Regions from separate parts of the Gossypium hirsutum genome. Here region 1 is linked to region 2. A link is a contact called in public Hi-C data. All regions are on one chromosome and are shown on one strand. Each heading gives the region's core, a stretch centred on a gene start, on an enhancer-like site or on the middle of the called end of the contact. The rest is flanking DNA. Distances are from core to core; before and after follow the strand shown. Region 1 holds the start of LOC107886670. Region 2 holds the start of LOC121220277 (WAT1-related protein At5g40210).

The links. A called contact is a pair of places that touch in the nucleus more often than the background predicts.
Region 1: a Hi-C map of leaf shows a contact between it and region 2, with 2.4 times the contacts expected there. The contact joins the promoter of LOC107886670 here to the promoter of LOC121220277 in region 2. A contact is called at or near these places in 3 of 34 Hi-C or Micro-C datasets (hypocotyl and leaf).

The regions. Positions count from the first base shown.
Region 1 is chrA03:101,040,952-101,043,651 of Gossypium_hirsutum_v2.1, reverse strand. LOC107886670 reads right to left here and starts at 1,370. Exons shown (of 14, transcript XM_041095454.1): 1 at 1,137-1,370; 2 at 475-871; 3 at 76-234. The coding sequence starts at 837.
Region 2 is chrA03:100,362,487-100,365,313 of Gossypium_hirsutum_v2.1, reverse strand. LOC121220277 (WAT1-related protein At5g40210) reads right to left here and starts at 1,493. Exons shown (of 7, transcript XM_041099924.1): 1 at 1,048-1,493; 2 at 881-946; 3 at 679-792. The coding sequence starts at 1,220.

The DNA.
Region 1 (2,700 bases), core at 121-2,620, 680 kb before region 2:
TTTCTTTTTCTGACAGACTTGTTCAAACAAACAACAAGTTTGCAGTATGCATAAGGTTCATACTCAAGGTCTCACCTGGAAAGGGCAGGGCATGAGCGCTCCAAAAAGATCTTCTTTCACATCTGCAGCTCTAATAGTGTAGAAAGCATTCTTAAGCCCACAGGAAGACAGATATATTTCAGTTTCCTTTGTCAAAGAGTAGCCTTTGTAGACACTGACCGGAGGATCACATATCTACTCCAAAAGAACAATAACATGTCAAAGTTAACAGAACAGCGAAAAGGAGAAACACAGTATCTAAATTTGAAAGACTGCTATGTTATTTGCATTACAATTATTATGTCATTTCATTGAAATCTAAAAAGCACATAAGTATTAATATTCCAATTTGCAATAACACAGTATAGCACAATAATTAGCCTAAAAGTAAATCAACTTTAGGTGACATTAGAAAAAGGAAGTAAGAAGAATTACCGAGGATCCAACTTGGGCCTGACAATCAGCAAAGCTCTTGAAAACACCAACAACATCTCCCTTTCTCACTACAAAGAATGCATCTTTCTCGTTTTCCATCACCGGTGGTTGTTCAGGATGAACTTTTTTAGTCCTGGATGCTTTTTTTGTGCTACTACTACTATTACTTTTCCGGGAAAAGTAACACTGAGGGCGAAATCTTGTCAACAAGAACTCTAAATCCACAGTCTTAACACCCGCGTGCTCAAAATTTCTTTTCCAGAAAGGAACATGGCATTGGTTCAAAGAAGTTGTTGCAATGAAATTACCAGCCTTTCTAAATAAAGCTGTGCCATAAGCACGCACGTGTGGCAGGCAGTTCATCAGAGAGTAAAATTGCTCCGCACTGCCTAAATTTCTAGAGTTAAAAAAAAATATAAGTTTCTAACTAAATGACTGATATACCGAATTGTTTGTAGCATTTCGCGTTTAATCATTTCTATTGATAAGCCGTCCCCCCCCCCCAAAAAAAAGAATAATTTTTTCATCTGCTTTTTCAGCAATGGAGACTTTCATAGCAATAGCTAGAGGAGCGAAATAAACCCTAGGTAGGAAATTGAGAAAGAAAGCCAAAGACAAAAAAGGGAAAGGGCCAAGGAATGAGATATATTGTTAGAACATACCATTACCAATGTAGGAGCTGGAAACAGAGACGAACTGGAAGTAGCCTTCTTCTGCTGATATTCACGCCGGAGAGTGACGGAAAAAGATGGGTTCCGGGTGGTTTAAAGAAGAAGTGATAAATGGAGTTCTGCTGATATCCAATCGTCCTTGAAGAGTTTTTAGGTACCTGTTTAGTTAAGCCCGTCTCTATCTATTCTCTCTCTTTTTTTTCCCTGAATTAAGCAATCCAAACTTACCTAACTGTTCTTGGAACACCTAAGCCTAAATCTTCAAGTAGTTTGGGCTCCTATGATGCCCATTTGTTCATGGGTTTGGTCCCCTTAAACACCTTTCAGTTGGCATGTAAAAATCAAAACAGAACACATAAGCCACATGCCCGCATGAAAATTTTTAACTCCATATGTTTCATTTATATAATTTTTTTAATGTTTTAATCAGTACATTCGTTAGTCTCTTAAATACATATCACAAATTATTATTCATATTAAATACATATAACAATTTAGTTCCTACTTGTGGACTAAAATAAAATTTACTAACAATGCAATTGCTTCTACTTGAAAGAGAATATAGAATGCATTTGAAAAGTCATTCAGTAATTAAATTTAGGTGTATTAATTGTTATTATACATGTGTGGCATGTTTAATTAACCATTATAATTAGTAAATTTAACTACATTTACACTCTCCCATTCTTAAGTAAGGGTTTGGAATTGAATGAATTATATGAATAATTACTTTTGATGACTTTCTATTATTATTATTTAGTAAAAAAGAAACTATCAAAGATAATATTAAGAATTAAGATATAATTGTACTATGCCAACCATGTCTTGTAATTATAATTAGCAATTATATCCAAAGACACCCATAACCAAATGGTAATCTCTATGATTTGAACGATGAAAGTTATAAAATTTAAGCAATCTATATTGAGATTTGACATTGCAGCCCATTTTACTCATCGGCCTAGCTACATGGGGCTGCATATTTACTTGGTCACTAATGCTTAGTTTTTAAGCCACACGAGAACGAAGATTCAACAACAGCTTCTAACTGATCTAATGATGAAATGTGGTATCGAATCCTCGAGAAATTCGAAGCAGTTTATTTACGTCCTCATCTTCAAGAGATTAGTTCTTAATGAGGATTTGAGTTCCAACTTTTCAAACCCTTCCTCTATTCTCAGCTCTTTTATCCAAAAAGGAAAATTCTTGCCAAGTGCTACTTAAATCGCTTATACAATTCTTTTTTAGATAAACTATACAAATAGTTGTTCAATTATGTTCACGTTCTTGTTTTAGTCACTCAACTTTAATCATTTTCAATTTAGACATTAGTGTTTGAATTCATTGCTGTTTTGATCACCGTCGTTAAATTGATAACGGGAAACATTTTTCTATCTGGTATAATTGTACATTTAGTCCTCAATACTTACATATTCTATCAATTTGATTCTAATTCTATAAATTTGATCCTTAAACTTCTTAACAAAAGCTTTCAACATTTAAAATAGAGACATTCCACATCTATAAATTTGTAAAACCTAAAAAAGAAAAAAAA
Region 2 (2,827 bases), core at 244-2,743:
AGTTCGACTCGGTCCGCCCATATGTAACTTTTTTAAATTAGTTTTAATTTATTTTTTTAAATATATATACTGCACACTAAAAAAACCCTAAAATAATTTTTTTTAACACATTAAAAATATTTATATTAAAAAAATTACCATAAATATAACAAATATTTTATTATATTAAAAAATACAAATAAATATAATAAATATTTTATTGTATTAAAGATAATTTTAAATTTTTATATTTTGGGTTGAGTTATTTAATTGGGTAAATTTTTTTTAGGTTTTAAATAATAAATTTAATTGTTATTAAATTAGTGATTTAATATAAATATATATAATTATTATTTAATATATATATAATAAACAATATAATATTTATTATATCAAATATATTCGGGTAAGGTAAAACTCGTAAAAAAAAATCTTTCTACAGGCTTGGCGAATAAAATTTAATCGCCCAATGCCATCATCTCGTCTACATTATTATCTTATCTCACGAGTGAAGGGAACCTTGAACCACTAGTACCATTTTTATAGGCCACTGAAAAGTAAAAGTAAGAAAAAGGAAACCACAGATAAAGGATTATCTAGGTAAATGATGGTGATATATCAATGAATCTGAATGAATCATCAGCCATTGACCATAACAAATTAAATAGGCAGTGAAAATAAACAGAAATAAGAGCGCACCCAGAGATGATGGAGAAGATGAAAGTGAAGGCTGGAGTAAGATCAGCCATGGCGGATGCCAGAGTTGGAGATCCATATCCTATTCCAATATATGTGCATATCTGTCCTCCATAACTGAAACCCATGTTGATTAGCAATTTCTCATCATCCCCCCATGTCCGCCTTTCTTTTATCTCTATTTCAAAGTCAACGGAAAACGTACCTGAGAACGCCTAGAAGGAAAATTTTGCAGATGGTAGACCAAGTAAGCACTGGTGGGCTTCTTTTTCTGTCATCAATTCATAAATAACTTGGTTCAAATTTCAATTCCCATTGCTACCCAAGAAGCTAAAAACTGTATATAATATATATATGGAATTAATTTATTACCTGTAGAAGATGATAATACATGGGGCAAGCATAAAGATGCCAAGAACGTTCGAGTAAAATACTAGCACGAAATCACTGAGTCCTTTGTTCATGGCAGCTTTATTTACAGTGTTTAAGCCCACCTCTAAGAACTCTGTTGCAACCATTATTGCAGTAACACTTTTTTCCCACATTATGTTATCCTCTCTAATCTAAGGGTGACTTTTGCTTTGGGGATTGTGATATTCGGTGTTTGAAGCGGAAGATAAAAGGGATCACTTTCCTGACATATAGAAAAAGAGATGTTAAGTAAGAAAAAGGAGGGAAGGGGGAAGAATTGGATTTTTCAAAGATGCCACGTCCATGACATTTTTGTACCGTATAGTGGAGCCTAAATTGGTGGCCAGTGGCCACTATTCAGACACACCATACACTTAAATAGATTAATCTCAGCTCTTGACCAGCGCATAAAAAATTGATGTGTTAAGGTTTGAATAAAAATGACAACTTTTGTTAACACGTGACGGAGGTGACAGTCTTTCACCTCTTGGTTGTTGGAGTGTCATTCATCGTTCAATCGCCCGAAATTAATTATCTGTTCATTATAGTTAGGTTATCCACTTTTTAATGTAAACATTTATCTAAATATAAATACTCTTTTTATGGATCAATAAAGTCGACTTGAACATAACAACTTTATACTCTTTCAAAAGACATAATCGGATGAATCTCACTCTGCATGTCTTTCACATACTCTATGATAGTAATGACATTACAAGGTGATGTTTACTATCCCATGATAGTAAACATCACCTTGTAATGTCATTAATAGGCATCTTTTATACCACTATTTCTCCTTAACTCTTCTTTTATTGAGACTTGTAACAACAATGATTTATTTTTACACAAAAAAAAATGGTCTCTTATGGTTCCAATTTTATTCATTAGGAATATTTATCATAATGTGAATGATCCACAATCATCAAAAGATTAAACTCATGATTACGAATTGCATGTACAAGGGGAAAAAATCAATAAGGTGACGATAAACATAATAACTATAATAGCATTTGTTAGTTTTGAGCAAGCCAATTCTTTCATATAAGAATTGCATATGATATATATTGTGAAATGGATGTGAATTATGGTTCTAAATATATTTGTTTTTGGTTATATATATATATAACCAAAAACAAATATATTTAGAACCATAATTCACATCCATTTCACAATTGCTTTAGAGCAATTGGCCAACTTGTTGAGAAGTTTTTATGGGTTTTGACTTTTGAGCAAGCCAGTGCTTTCATATAAGATTTGTATTGCTGAAGTTATAATTAAGCTGGTATGGGGACAAATTGTCATATAGGTTATCCACGTATCTTGATATATACTAGAATCATGGTAATCCATGTATCCTGATATAAACTAGAATCAGACAGCAGTGACAACTAGTCCTCCAATCACACCGTAGAGTGATGACTGATATAATTAACCAAGTTCCAATTAGTAACTTCCTTCAGTCTTGGTAATATATATATATATATAGCAAAACAGTATTAGAACTTTTATAAACAACGGCAATGATGAAGGAAAAAAGAATCAAAATCGTAAAATAATCATTGTAATTATTGGTTGAGATCGTCCATGCTACTTACCAAGAAGGAGTGTTATATTTCGGTTTTATGTCCCAACACAAAAAGTTTTGTTGCCATCCATATAATTTATGGCGACTAATAGTATAAAACTTACGTATGTAAGATGCCATCCACATCTAATGTTGTCGCTCTATGAATTACAGACA